2 separate regions of the Oryctolagus cuniculus genome follow, and region 1 is linked to region 2. The links are chromatin contacts, called in public Micro-C maps. All regions are on one chromosome and are shown on one strand. The core of a region is the stretch at or near the end of the contact, and the rest is flanking DNA. Distances in the headings are between cores, read along the strand shown. Region 1 holds the start of BHLHE40 (basic helix-loop-helix family member e40). Region 2 has its middle 33 kb from the start of BHLHE40.

What was found. Hi-C and Micro-C count contacts between places; a contact is called where the count stands out from the background.
Region 1: a Micro-C map of ear pinna shows a contact between it and region 2, with 6 times the contacts expected there. The contact joins the promoter of BHLHE40 here to the enhancer-like site in region 2. A contact is called at or near these places in 5 of 6 Hi-C or Micro-C datasets (ear pinna, liver, psoas muscle and 2 more).

The regions. Positions count from the first base shown.
Region 1 is chr10:120,812,309-120,819,753 of mOryCun1.1, reverse strand. It overlaps BHLHE40 (basic helix-loop-helix family member e40), which reads left to right and starts at 5,365. Exons shown (of 5, transcript XM_051831914.2): 1 at 5,365-5,679; 2 at 5,802-5,871; 3 at 6,101-6,208; 4 at 7,091-7,214. The coding sequence starts at 5,600. LOC138843991 (a long non-coding RNA gene) reads right to left here and starts at 6,205. Exons shown (of 2, transcript XR_011379285.1): 1 at 6,080-6,205.
Region 2 is chr10:120,777,297-120,784,885 of mOryCun1.1, reverse strand. No RefSeq gene overlaps it. Among named protein-coding and RNA genes, the nearest start is that of BHLHE40, 33 kb to the left of the region's middle. Within about 2 kb of position 4,210, at least 3 of the 8 cell types and tissues checked have an H3K27ac peak or open chromatin away from gene starts, as enhancers often do. A contact at or near this core is called in ear pinna, where this site is marked.

The DNA of each region.
Region 1 (7,445 bases), core at 4,116-6,615, 34 kb before region 2:
GAAAGCATTATTGCTTGGACAAAAAACAGGGTCTAAAATCTTCTTTCACTCTCTAAACAAATTTTAAAGCAGATCCTAGGCCTAAACACTAGAGTCATATGTATCAAGTGATTAGGGAAAAACTCAAGAAAATATCTTTTATGACTTCAGTCATGCAAACTTCTTTTTGAAAAAGACACACACATACAAACCACAAAAGAAACTACTGACTTTATCCCAATTAAAAATGCTACTCATTGAAAGACATCATTCTTCTCTCTCTCTCTCTCTCTCTCTCTCTCTCTCTCACTGTCTATAACTCTACCTGTCAAATGAAAAAAAAAAAAAGACATCATTCATAAAATCTTATTTCTGACAAAGGACTTCTAACTGGAACGGGTAAGTAACTCCAAAAACTCAACAATAAAATGACAAGGCTGGGGCTGGTGCTGTGGCATAGTGGGCTAGGCCTCTGCGTGTGGTGCTAGCATCACATATGGGCATCAGTTCAAGTCCCAGCTGCTCCCCTTCTGATCCAGCTCTCTGCTTATGGCCTAGGAAAGCAGGAGAAGATGGCCCAAGTCCTTGGACCCCTGCACCCACATGAGAGACCTGGAGGAAACTCCTGGCTCCTGGCTGTTGTGGCCATTTGGGGAGTGAACCAGCAGATGGGAGACCTTTTTGTCTCTCCCTCTCTATATAACTTTGTCAAATAAATAAATAAAATCTTAAAAAAAAAAAAAAAAACAAGGCTGCAGGAGATGAAGTCAGTAAACAAAATTGGGTTATATTTCTATAAATAAAAGAGGCAACTAATCCAATTTAAAAACTAAGTAAAAACATTTGACAACTACTTCACAAAAGACATACCACTGGCCAAATAACACAAGAAAAGGGGCCAAATTCCCTCATCACCAGGGAAATGCAAATTAAAATGATCTTGTCCCAGATCACTTTCACTCATCAGGACGGCTAAAGTCATTTTTAGATCTGCCTACACTAGGCCGGCACCGAGGCTCACTAGGCTAATCCTCCGCCTTGCGGTGCCGGCACACCTGGTTCTAGTCCCGGTCAGGGCACCGGATTCTGTCCTGGTTGCCCCTCTTCCAGGCCAGCTCTCTGCTGTGGCCAGGGAGTGCAGTGGAGGATGGCCCAAATGCTTGGGCCCTGCACCCCATGGGAGACCAGGAGAAGCACCTGGCTCCTGCCTTTGGATCAGCGCGGTGCACCGGCAGCAGCGCACCGGCCGTGGCGGCCATTGGAGGGTGAACCAATGGCAAAAGGAAGACCTTTCTCTCTGTCTCTCTCTCTCACTGTCCACTCTGCCTGTCAAAAAAAAAAAAAAAAAAAAAAAAAAAGATCTGTCTACACTAAGGGCTGGTGAGGGTATGCAGAAAAGAATTCTCATTCACTGCTGGCGGTGCTGTAGAGTGGTCACACCTCTCCGAGATGTGCTTGGCTATATATATATATATATATACACACACACACACACACACACATACATATGGAGTCAAACATATGTTCAACCCCGACCCAAGAATTCCACTGCTAATATTTATCCGAGAGAAATGAAAACATGCATTCACAAAAAAGATCTGTACTCGGAAGTAATCAGCAGATGCATTCCTAACAACCCAGCTGGACAGCACGCCGTCTGCTGTAACAATGGACTAGATAGTGTTGTGTATGTGTGTGTGTGTGTACACTCAGCCATTTACAAAGAACAAACGCCTTCCACATGCAAAGGGCAGGACCTCAAAAGCAAACGAAGTGACAGAAATTTTACTCAGAAGACAGGAAAACCCAGTAGCGGGCAATACTCCAAGGTGAGCAATCAGAAAGTGTGGACAAGGGCTTGATTGCGAGGAGCGTGATGGAACTTTCTGGGGTAATAAAATGGTGGGAATTCCTAGTTTTCTGAGGGAGGCTGTGCAGGACTGGTTCTGGTTGTGCCTTAAATGGGGAAGCCACCTGCACCTGAAGCTTTGTTTAGGAGAAGGAGTTTGTTGTTTTGTTGTGCTGCCGATGTATGTTTGTAGATGGATATGAAACTATTCACATATTTATTTCTGTACCTTGTTTTGGATTAGGGGCTACACTCAGAAACCAAACATTTCAGGTCTGGGTGTTTCTCTCTGTAGAACAAGGAGGCACAGCTATCATTTCTAAGAAGCAAAGAAGAGGATGCCTCTACGTGTGGAACAAAGGGCACGCAGTCGCACAGCCTTCACACAGCCACCGACCCGGCAGGCCCAGTGGGCTCCATGCACGCTTTCCTCGCCGATTTGAGGGGCTTCAATGCTGGGGGGCAAGCCCAAACTCCAACTCCATTCCTGCTGTGGGGTGGCTCAGGACCTACTGCTGTGTTGTGAAGCCAGTCAGGACCAGAGAACCGTCCTTCCAACCTGAAGGTCGGGACGCACGCACCAAGGGGAAGCACTGGTTTGAGAAATGTTTGCCTGGAGAGCTCTGGACCGCCTTCTCCCCCGCAGTCCGACTTGGCTGTAAAGCTAGCAGAGATTCCTCGGGAGCATAGGAGAGAGGGGGCAGTGGTGGGGCCACGCCTCAGCCACCTGGCGCTCCACTGTTCTTAGTGCGTGTGTTGTCACACTGTAAACTGTACTCCTCACTGTGAGCTGTGATTACAATGTTTGCGATTCCATAAAAGGGAAACAGAGATCCCTGAGCAAGCAGTGGCACTTCCGGCCGCACCTCCCGTAGCGCACCCTTCCCCACACACAGCATCGGCCTCGCAAGAGCCCCTCCAGGAAAAGTAAAACCCACCCTTCTTTGAGCCAAACGACTTTATCTCCAAGCTGAGAAGACAACCCAGAGCAGATGGCTACAACAGGGCGGCAATGCCCACCCAGCGCAGCGCGCAGGGTTGCACTGCACACCTCCAGGGGGCGCTCTCACAGAGGCTGCAAAGCCAAGGGCGCCCCCAGGAGCTGAGCCGTGCAGGACCCATACAACTCCACCAGGCACCCACAGAAAGGGTTCAGGAGAGCCAGGTTTGGAGTCCAGCGATCGTGGGGTTTTGCCCCATATCTCGTCCCACACTACTGCAGCCGGGGCAGATTACGTAACTCCCTAAGCAGCGATTTCCCGGGGAGGGTGCGTAATGCCCCCTCCAGGACCCAGATCGGGTAAATGGAGCTCATGCTAGCGCCTTCCGTCAAGAGCGGCGGAGCAGTAAGCGAACAGCCACACGCGGAGTTCTCAGCTCCCCTCTGACAGCCAGTCCAAAGTCAGCACCCAACAGCTGACCACAGAAGCGGCCAGCGGGACGCGGCCCCACGGCGCAGGGACTCTTCTGGGTTGATTCTGAAAGCAGCCGTGAGCTGTGCGCAGAGCAGGCTCTCCTAACATGGACACGGTAGAATCTGGGCAGGATGGGGCAGTCCTGCAGCTGGCGAGCACACTTGGAAGCCAGGAGGAGTGCGCATGTGCGTCCTGGTGCTCGCACCTGTAGCCCAGGTGAGGGTAAAACGTGGCGCAACCGCGACCAGCCGGCGGCGGGCGCGGGGCGCGGCTTTTCCCGGTGGACCGCGGCTCCCACGCAGCACGGAGTGGCCACGCTAGAGCGCGCACCCGGGGCTCCAGCCTGCCCCGCTCCCTCAGCCGCATTTGGCCGGGGGTGGGGGAGGGAGGAAGAGGAGGAGGGAGCAGGCGTTTCTCACACGCGCTGGCCAGCTGGACGCCAGGGCCAGGGCAGCGCGAGCCCCCAGGGGCCGCCCGGAGGAAGCGCAGGACGCCTCCAGCGGAGCCAGCGCACGCATCCGGCTCTTCAGGTTGTCCAGGGCCGCGCCGCCGGCGACCCCGGGGCGCCGCTCTGCGACTGCCGAGGGTGGCAGTGGCGCAGTCGCCTGTCCACGTGCGGCGCGGGGCGGCGCAGAGGCCGCTCGGACGCCCCCGCCGGCGCCGGGCAGCCACGAATTTCCGCCGGCCGCCCCCGGCTCTGCGCGCCCCGCACTGCAGCTGCGGGTCTTTCCGCCCCGCGCTCCAGGGGCCGCTCGGCTCCCCCACGCCCACGCCGCTTCCTCCTCCCAGGCAACTTGGCCGGCATTAAAAATATGAAACAAAAACACAGAAATAACTTCTTGACTTTCTCTTTCCTCTCCCCGGGTGGTCCCGAGGTAACTTCCTCCTCGCGCGCCCGCCTGGCCCCTTCCCGCAGGTGCCCGTACAGTCAAGGGCAGGGTTTGGGTGTAAGCTCCGCACGCGTCTCCGGGCACCCGCACGACCGTGGCCCAGGGCAGCGGACTCCACGCAGCCGCGTTCCCCAAGTGGCCGCTGGGACCTCCCGGCGAGGGCCGGGGGGCTGCGCGAGGCTCCTGGCGCCCGGACGCCGCGTCCCGGCCCGGTCCCCGACCCAGCGCAGGGCGCGGTCGTCGCTGAGCCACGTGAAGCGCCAGGGCCGCCGCCGCCGCGGTTGTATAACGCCACAGCCGGCAGGGAGGCGACCGGGGCGCGCGGAGGGAGGGCAGGCGGGCACCGCGCCGGGGGCCCTTCCGCGCTCGGCCAGCAGGGCGCGGGCCCCCGGAGGCAGGGGGTGCGCGCCCGCGGGCCGTGGCCCCGAGCGGGGCTCCCGGGCAGCCAGGGGCGCGCGGCTCACACCCTCGCGGGTCAGGTGCGCGCGGCGTGCTCGGCGGCGGCCTCGGCTGCCCCCGCGCCTGGCCGCTCGCCAGCTTCCCATGGGGTGACATCCGCCCCGCCCTCGGTTCCTCCCCAAGGCGGGCAATTCCTGGACGCAGCGCCGAGCGGTGGGGGCAGGGACGCGGGACGGAAAGAAACCCCGGGCCGGGGGCCGGGCGACTCCCCGCCGCTGCGCGCCGGCTGCTCGCCGCGGGCCAGGCGGGGGAGGAGGAAGACGGCCGGGCTGCTGCGAGCGAGGGGATATTCCTCTCCCGGCTTGAGTCAGACGCGGGCGGATCCGCCCTCCCCCGTCCCCTCCCAGGAGACGGGAACTTACTTCATTTCCCTGGGGCAGGTTCGCCCACGTTGCCAACCCCTCCCCCCGCTCCTAGCCTGCGCGCCCCCCACCCGGCCGGGCACGACCCGGCCGCGCCGCCGCCCCCTCTTCGCGGAAGGCCGGCCGCAGCCGCGGACACCTGGGGGCCAGGGCCGGGCCGGGGGGAGGGGGCTCCCTCGCGGCCGCCGAGCGCTGTCCGACACGTGAGACTCATGTGACGACGGCGGGGGAGGGCGGGCAGGGCGCTCCTTCCCTCCCCGGCAGCGGCCAGACGTGCCTGGAGTCACAGGGTAGAACACGTAGCTCCAACCCACCCACTCGCTCCCATTTAACCCAGCCCGCGGCCTCTCCATTACTCCGCGCTCGCCCCCCCGCCGCCTGCCGCCTCCCCGCCCGCCCCGCGTCTCATTCACTCGGCTCGCGCGGCGCAGACCGCACCGGGAGCGCGCGGAGCCGGAGCCGGCGGCGGAGACCCCGGCCATGCACGCCCCCAACTGAAGCAGCACCTCCGAGCCGCGGCCCCCAGCAGCGCAGCGCAGTCTCGGAGGAGCCCCGCGGAGAGACCCCCTCGCCCCTCGCCCCTCGCCCCTCCCGGGACGGTCCTCACCCGGACAGCAGCGCGCAGTGGCCCCGGCTCGCCGCGCCATGGAGCGGATCCCCAGCGCGCAGCCGCCCCCTGCCTGCCTGCCGAAGGCGCCGGGGCTGGAGCACGGAGACCTCGCGGGGTAAGCAGGCGCTCCCCTCCCCGGGCCGCGGCGCGTCCCGCACCGCGTTCAGCGTGGAACGGCAGCCCGCGCTCAGGCCGAGTCACGACCCCCGCCCCGCACCCCGGTCCCTCTCCCTGCAGGATGGATTTCGCCCACATGTACCAAGTGTACAAGTCCAGGCGGGGAATCAAGCGCGGAGAGGACAGCAAGGTGAGCGCCTCCGCGGGGACCCCGCGTCCCGGCTCCCCAGGGAAAGTTTTCTGGCTGTGGGGCTGGCGAGGGGTGGGCGCGGGGCGGCCGCAGAGCGGCGTGGGAAGCTCGGGGTAGAAGGCGGTCCCGGGCGAGGCGCTGCTGGCCCGCCGACTCGTCCCCGAGCGGCGAGCAGGGGGGGCTGCGCACCCCGGCCCCCCGCACTCACCGCCCCCCGTGCGCCTCGCAGGAGACCTACAAACTGCCGCACCGGCTCATCGAGAAAAAGAGACGTGACCGGATTAACGAGTGCATCGCGCAGCTCAAGGACCTGCTGCCCGAACATCTCAAACTTACAGTAAGCGAGAAGCTGGCGCCTCTCCAGCCGCGCTCCGCTGCCCCGGCGCGGGCGGGGGTCACTCGCCGCCTGCAGGCCCCGCGAGGAACTGCGGCCCGCAGGCCCACTCCGAGCTGGCCGGGGGACTCCGAGCGGGCGGAGGGGGGGCGCCTTGCTCTGTCCCTGGGATTTTCTGGCAGCTCCTCGCAGAGGAAGGGAGACCCTCCCGGAGCTCTCCACCCACGTGGGCCCCCAACACCAGCCGGCCTTACTTTTTATAAAGTTGAAGACGGCCTGCTGCGTACTTGCAAGGTTCTCCATATTTCCTGCCTAAAAGGAGCAACGGGACAACATGCAAAAAAAATTGTTTTTCTTTAAACTTTCTTTCCTTTCTTTGCCTTTTTTTAAAAATAAAGGGACTTGTGTGATTTCTCCATCCTGTCCCGGCTGGACCGTAGCCAACAGCCTTCTGGCCCGACAGCCTTCGGTTGGGAAAAGGAGGGAGGGAAAAGCTTGGATGGTTCTAGGGTGTCAGGAAAAAGCCTCCGAAAGTGTCCTGGCTGCCAGGTGCAGGAGTCCCTGCCCGGGCGACACCGCTGCAGGGAAATGCTATCCGCCGGTCCCCCCGCGCTAAGGTCAGCTGCGGCTGCTGGGGGAATGTGTCCCGGGTAGCTGCCACTTCCAGAATGCCTCTGCTGTGGGATCTTTGCTCCGATGGTGGGGCTGTGAGTGGACTGATAGATGTCTTTGTGAAGCCTCGATCTACGGCCATAAAACTAAATTTAGCCAACGAGGAAAGGTTTTTTTTTTCTTTCACTTCCTTCAGAGACATTTCCCACTGCTCGTAAATGTCCCAGAGTGGGGACTTCGCGCCCTCACCGCCGACCCCTCTCTTAATTTCAGACTTTGGGCCACTTGGAGAAGGCGGTGGTGCTGGAGCTGACCCTGAAGCACGTGAAGGCACTGACCAGCCTGATCGACCAGCAGCAGCAGCAGATCATGGCCCTGCAGAGCGGGCTACAGGCCGGTGAGTGCCCCCGGGGCTCAGCCTGGGGTGCAGGACCCACGCCCGCGGCAAACTGCGTGTGCCCCTTCCCTGTCCTCAAAGGTCAGGCTTCTCGCTGGGTGCTGCCCGGCGTGCATGTGGATCAGTCGAGTGATAAGATGTTTCTGTGACATTTTGGCTTCAGAGCCAGTTCCGGGAGATTTCCCCCAGTGCCTTTGCAAATGCCAGGACACCTAGAATTTGCATGGCGGG
Region 2 (7,589 bases), core at 2,961-5,460:
ACTTCCTCTGCCTTTCATCAGGACCTGGGCGGCTCCCCCGGGCGGGCAGGCGGGCGGGCAGGGGTGAGACAGAGGTCAGGCCGGGCTGCAGCCACAGCCTTGAGACAAAGGGTGCCCCTGCGCCCGGACACGGGCAAAACAAACCAATCAGGAAAAGTTCTCGGCAGAGCTCCACAGGGGTTGGGGTGGTGTCCCAGAATCCCACTTGCCCCAGTTTCTGCCTCCCAGTGAGCCCCATGGTGCCGGTCAAGTGGGTGCTGGGACGGGGGTCACGGCTGGAGGTCACCCTGGGGGTAGCAGGTCATCCCCAGCAGGGGGAGGCTTCACCAAAGATCCAGAGTCCAGCAGGGTGACTCAGGGGCACCCCCGCCCAGGGAGAAGGGAGGGGAGGGGTCAAGAGACGAAAGCCAGGACCTGCTGAATCCTCCAGACAGAAGGGGCGGGAGCCGGGGCTGCACTGGGGCGCTTCCCCGCCTGTTGGTGCTTGGCCTCCTCTTCTGCTCCCACCCGCTTCTGTCCATTCTGCAGGCAGCAAGACTGAGGCCCAGAAAGGCCACTGGAGTCAGTGTCCTAGACCTTGGGCAGGTCACTCTGTCTGCTTTCAGCTTCCTCCCCGTGAGACGGAGACAGCGCTTGCTCTCGCAGGCTGTGGAGTAGGTGGGACACACATGGAACACGTGGCTGTGCCTAGGGCTGGAAACCCTGCTGCTCACGCACTGTCGCCTCTGAGTGGCCGGCCCGAGGCCACACAGCGCACGCATTCCGCCGGGGCTGACTCACCCAGGAGTGAGGGATCAGGAAAGTGGTGTGAAAACCCGTCCACCTTCCCTGCGGCAGGCCCGTTCACTGCTGGGAGGGACACCTGCTGTTTGTGCCTGCCCAGCAACCTCCCCTCCCTGCTGCAAACAGCACCTGTCTCGCCCGCCGTCAGCCTGCGAGGTTCCCATGGCTTTCACGCCAGCCCCAGCCCGAAGCCAGGCCACAGTCAACCCTGGTATTTGTGTAGGGGAGGGAGCTTTCTTTCTCAGGAGGGTGTCAGCCAGGCCAGGAGGCAGAGCCAACAGGTAAAGAGCAACAAATCCCCAACGCGATCCCTTGGGCACCTGGATAGGGCTGTGCCTGAAGCCGTGAGCTGTATATGCATTTCCCCACTAGTTCACTGAATCCATTTTCTGTCTTGCAACCAGGAGTGTCTACTGACTAATTCAAGGCTTGTCTGATACCAGGTTCTTGTATCTTAAACCACACCAGATTGACTCAACAGTATAGAGATTAAAGAGAAAAAGGCAAAACAAATAAAACAAATACTTTCTCTTTCTCGCTTCCTTTCATCTCATACGTGCTCACCTCTGCTAACAACGGCTGAATGAGTGTGCAAATGTGTCCAGAAACGGTCACACTACTGCTGACTCACGACCTGGCTCCCAGCAGCAGCGTCACCTTCCTGGTATCGGTATCACCATTGTCCACACAAAATCAGTGGCAAGTCCACAAAACCTATCAAACTTCAATTTTTTTTCAAGATGTATTAATTTGGGGGCCAGCACTGTGGTGCAGCTGGTTAAAGCCCCAGCCTGCAGTGCCAGTATTCCATATGGGCGTCAGTTAGAGTCCTGGCCGCTCCACTTCCCATACAGCTCACTGCTAGTGCACCTGGGAAAGCAGCAGAGGATGATCCAAGTCCTTGGGCCCCTGCACCCACATGGAGACCCAGAAGCAGCTCCTGGCTGCCGGCTTCGGATCCACTGAGTTCTGGCTGTTGCAGCCATTTTGGGAGTAAACCAGCAGATAGAAGACCTCTGTGTCTCTGTAACTCTCTTTCAAATAAATAAAAGAAATATGGAAGATCTTTCTTCTGCTGGTTTGCTCTCCAAATGGCCACAACAGCCGGGGCTGAGTCAGGCCAAAACCAGCAGCCTGGAACTGCTTCTGGGTCTCCCATGTGGGTGGCAGGGGCTCAAGCACTTGGGCCATCACCTGCTGCTTTCCCTGGCACGTCAGCAGGGAGCTGGGTCAGAAGTGGAGCAACCAGGACTTGAAGCGGTGCCCCTATGGGATGCCAGGGATGCCAGGGGCACAGGTCAGGGCTTAACCCACTGCACCACAAGGCAGGTGCTGATGCCTCCCCCTCCTTTTTTTTTTTTTTTTTTGACAGGCAGAGTTAGACAGTGAGAGAGAGACAGAGAGAAAGGTCTTCCTTCTGTTGGTTCACCCCACAAATGGCCGCTACAGCCAGCGTGCTGCGGCCAGCACGCTGATCTGATCCGAAGCCAGAAGCCAGGTGCTTCTCCTGGTCTCCCACGCGGGTGCAGGGCCCAAGCACTTGGGCCATCCTCCACTGCCTTCCCGGGCCACAGCAGAGAGCTGGACTGGAAGAAGAGCAACCGGGACTAGAACCTGGGGTGCCAGCGCCGCAGGCGGAGGATTAGCCAAGTGAGCCATGGCGCCAGCCTGCTGACGCCCCTTTGAGAAAAGCAGAGACAGTGAGGCTAAGAATACGCTTCTTTCACTCATCATCTGGGCCTCCAGAGGAATAATCACTCCACAAGCATTTAGTGTCCCTTTTCCGCGCTGGGCTCCGGGGTTGTGTGCAGATGACCAGATAAGAGCCATTCCACCACCTCTCAGATACTTCACATTCTTCCTGCTGCACGCGCTCCCCCGCCTGCCTGCCTTCCCCGGGAGGCCCGGCTTCCTCGTCCTGCCGACAGGCCGACAGACTGACAGACCGTGACTGGGCCTGCGGGTCTCCACCGGGCGTCAGCTGTGGTCGCCGGGCCGTCAGAAGCCCCGGTGCTGAGGGTGCCGAGTCGCTGAGTCATCTGCAGGAATGTCTCCCACCGAACTGGCAGCGGAGCAGCAAGACCTCCAGCTAAGCAGCTGGTGACCTGGCCGCCTCCAGCCCTGGGGCTGGCACCACCCCGAGGTGACGTGACTCACCTGCCCAGGCCAGATCTTGCTCATTTGGAACACCTGTGGGGAATACCAGTCTCCTGCGTTTAGTGAACACACACGATTCGGAGCTATTTTTACAGGTGTGACGCTGTCTTTCAAGTGCCGGCAACCCCCCTCCCTGGGCACCGCCAAGCTATGGCCGCCGGCTAAGGTAGCCATGCTTTAGAAGGCTCGCAGGTGTCTCTGTTCCCAAGAAATTTCTTCTCCTCGTGGGAAAGCATGTCGCACAAGATTTACCACTTAAACCACTCTCGACACCTGTCTCTCCAGATTCTGAGGCGTCCGTCATCCCAAACAGAAATCCTGCACCCGTCAGATACGAATTCCCCAGCCATCTCTGCTGGCCCAGGAGCCCTCCTCCACCCCAGCCCTGGTCTGTTCCAGGTCTCTGTCCTGCACCATCCTGTGAGCCTGCTCATCCCACCCCGGACGCGCAGGTGTCGGACCTGCACCTTCCCGAGGCTGAATGAAGTTCTTGGGGCACGTGCAGCGTTCCTGTGAGGGTGGCTGGGCGACCTCTGGCCCCTTCCGTCTGCAGCAGTGGCCATGGCTTCTCTGCAGGGCTCAAACCGCTCACCTGTACGCTGGGGCTGCCCTGCCAATTCTGACCGCCTCTGGGGGTGCCTGTGGATGAGATCCCATCCCGGGGAAGGAAGGTGTGGGAATCCACGAGTGCCCCACAAGAACCCCTCCCCTGACGCTGCTGACTTCGTTTTTCTCCCTCGAAGAGAAAACGACCCTTCCCTAGTACTTTCAGATGCCGTGAATTCCCGAGGACACGGCCAGTGGGCGCAGGGGCCGCCGCCACTCCGCTGAGGTTGCCTGGTGATGGCCAGGGTCAGGGTGATGGCTCAGGAGTCAGACCCGGGTTCACTTCGCAGCTGTCTCACATTCTGGGTAAGAGGGAGAGCGCTGCAGCCTCACCAGGTGATGGCGAGACCCCGCTGAGCGCACACCGGAGCGGCCCTGCCTCAGGCCTCGGCTCTGCGGCCCCCGCCCCCCCCCAGGGTTTTTTTTAAGCGCCAACCCCCCCCCCCCCGCAAAGGGCGCTTTCGCACGCGGATAGCCGCATCCGGCGGCGTGCAGGGCGCCCCAGGGCGCAGTCCGCACGCGTGGGCTCCTCGGGCCGCACCAGGGAGCCGGTGGGTTCCCGAGCGGGCAGTGCCCGGGTCACCGCCAGGGCCGCCGACCGTCGCCGTGGCAACGGAGGTGGGTGGGGAGGGTCGTCCCGTTAAGGGACCCCCGCAGCCGCCCAGACGGGCGCAGGGCTCCTCGGCTGCGTCCTGTCCCCTTCCGGCCGCCCCACCCGGCTCTCCCCGCGGGGGCTGGCAGATCGGGGCGGCTCCCGCCTACACGCCCCGGGCGAAATGCGTCTGCCCGCACCAGGGCCGCTCCTGCCCGAGCGCCCTGCGCCCTCGGGACGGCGCTGGCTGTGCGGGGTCCCTGGTGCCACCGCCCCCAGAGTCCGCCCCCGCTCCTGGCGCCGCCGCGGTGGTCTCTATCGCCCTCTGCTGGGCAGCGCAGAGGCCGGCTCCTAAACTGCTCCCGGGCCCTCCGGAAGACCTGGGAGGGCGGGACTGGGTTGCCGGCAGGGTCCTCTCCCCGCAGAGCAGACGGGGACACCGAGCCTCAGACAGGGCCAGGAGTCCCGCAGCCACCCCAGGACCGCGTCGGGGCCGGCGCGGAGCAGCGAGAGGTGCGCGGCGGGCCCGCACCTGCCAGGTCTCCTGCCGCCCCGCGCCCCGCGCCGCTTCCAGGTGCGCCCCAGAGCCGCCCTTGGGGAGGGGGCTGTGGCGTCACCTCATGTCCCGAGGGGCCGAGGCGGAGTGGGCCTCCCCCAGCACAGCAGCTTGGCCGGCAGACCTCAGGCTGGGGCTGAAGGAAGCACACGGTGGTGGTGGTGGTGGTGGTGGTGGTGGAGAGCAAGGCCTGGCTTGCTTGCTTGTGAAAATGGAGCTGTTGGCACGACTGCATGTTACTGCATCCGGGATTATTGTTCTGCAGGAGTTCTACATCTTTTGGCGCTGATTTCTAGTGGGTGAAGACCCGTAGAGATAACCGGCCAGACCAGAAGCTCTGGGCCGTGGCTGAGTGAGACGTGGCCTCCCCGTGGTGGTCTCGCCCTGTGGCTGGTCCACTGAGGACAGGACCTTGCTCTCCTTTGCCTGTGCTGTCGATCACTTGGGAGTCTGCAGAAGGGCGGGTCCCGTGCCTGGGCTGGAGCTGAGACTGCTCCCACCAGCTGCTGGACAAGGCAAGCCACAGTCTTAGGGACACCCTAGACGCCGCTGTGCCCTGGGTCCTGTTGCAGGCCTGGGACCCCCTCAGGGGAAGGCAAAGCAGATGGCTGCTGGGGGTTGGCAAAATCGGGGTTCCCTGATAACAGCTGGGAGATGTAAGAAAAACGGTGTCAGAGGCTGCCTTGGATCACAGGTACCAAGTTTCTAACTGGAACTTAAAAAGCTGCTCTGTGACTGGGGCCAGGGGCCAGGCTGCTGGAAACTGCTCTATGAAGACAGGGTGCCAGCTAGGTCTTTGCTGACTCAGCGAGCATCATCCCCGGGTCGCAGAGCGCCCGGTGGGTAGCTCAGTGGTGGGAACTGCAATTGTCATGAAAAGCTGGGGCGGGGGGCGGGGGGAGGACTGTAAATATGACACATGGCGTTTTTGCCGTGGGTTGGAAAATATATTTAAAACCAAACTACTTGTAGCCGCTTCTGCTGTCTAAATCGGAGTGACAGCAGCATTGACATCAGTGGAAAAATGAATTTCTAACCAGGTCTTTCCACTCACAGAAGGGCAGAAGGGGGGCTGACGTCCCGCCTGGGCCACAGAAGGGAGCGCAGACTCAAACGCCAGTGGCCTCTGGTGGCAGGAGCTGCCTTGCCCGGCTCAGTGGGGCCCTGGTTCTGCACTTGAACGTGTGGCCGCCACACCGGACTGAACGCCCGTGTTGTGCATCTGGGGAAGGTTGTGCGTGAGGAACGGCTGTGTTGTCAGCCACAGGTTCAAAGGAGCAGGCAGTGAGAGACGTTTGGGAAACAGGGTCAGAACACGGGCCCTGGAGGTGGGCGGCGGGAACCTGGGAAGAGGCTGGGGCCTGAGGAAGGGGGACAGGAAGTAGCTTCTGGCTACTGAGGCAGGGGTGGGGGCAGGGACTGCCCCTCCTGGAGGCCAGGGAGTTTGTGCAGGCGCTGAGGGAGCAGCAGAGGAGGCTGTGTTCCAGCACCTGGCGTGGGAGCCCAGCAGTCGGAGGCTGCCAGCCCCCTGCAGGGAGGGGCAGGGGGCACTCGGGACGGGCATAAGACCCTGCCATTGGCTAGGACGACACCACCACAACCCAGCCACTGCCTGGGGAGGTCAGTGCGGCCTTCGGGGATTTTGACATTTCCAGGGGGTAGGCAAGACCCCAGCAGAGACCCCAGGGTGAGGTGCTGAGCCGTTGTGCAGGGCTGCCCCAAGGCCACTGCTTCATGGCTTCACTTGAGGTTTGCATGGGGCGCAGCGGGGTAAGCCACCGCCTGCCATGCCAGCACGCCACCTGTCCGCTCAGCATCATGTTTAAGTTGGTGGTGACCCTGCGGCCTCTGCACACTGGGACACTGCCGAGGCAGAGGTGCAGAGAGAGCCCCACAGGCAGGGGCGCGGGCCAGCGGTGCGCCGGCAGCAGCAGCAGCTGTGGCTGCGCACTACGGCGAGCTGGGAGTGCGGCAGCACACTCTGACGGAGTCCTCACAGCGGTGATGGAATCCTGCCAGCCCCACCAGGCAGAGAGGAAAACGCGGTCAGACAAAGGACTTTGCCCAAGGTTGCTTGGCTGTGCCTGGACGACCGTGCACAGCGCAGCCTGCGATGCTTTGCGCTGTGTTGTTTGAGCACTCACTCTGAGCATGGTTCTGGCTGCAGAGTGGAGAACGTGCCTCCCTTGTGCTTCACAGAATCGTGGTGGGCTGGGATACAGCAGCCGGGCTTACGCTCCAGGGCTGGACAGTTCCGTCTGGGTCCTCGTGAAGGGCTCACTCTGTGTGGCAAAAAGGACAGAACTCAGAGGAGGACCTCAGGGAGCACCCTGAGCCCACGCCCTCATGCAAGTGACAGCGTAGGGACAGAGGGAAAGCGCCGTCAGCGACAGTCCCAGGGGTCTGGAGATGCACCCTGGGCTCTTGTCTGAGGCCCCAGGGTGCCCAGGGAAGGAGAGAGAGTTCCAGACAGGGGCTAAGCAGCAAGGGAGAAGGCCAGGAGTGGGAGAGGGCGTGCGAGGGGAAGGAGAAGCGATACTTCATGGTCCCCTGAGAGATTGGGGGCAGTGGCGAGCAGGCACCCTGGGGTGGGGAGACGCTAAGAACACATCTCACAGGGCTGAGGGTGGTGGTCAGAGGCCTACACACGTGCTTACTGTACACACTATATGCTAATCGTATGACAGGACCGTTCCCTACATGCAGCTACATGAGAATGCACTGTGTGTATGTGTATTTATATGCACATACCAGGTACTTCAAAACATCTAGAAAAATGGAACGAAAGTGAATTTATTTTGGTACGAAAAATCTTTTTCATAATCTGAAAAATACGTGTTCCTGAAAAATTCAAAGATTTAAAAAAGTTTGGCAGCACTGGGGTAGGCACTTGGT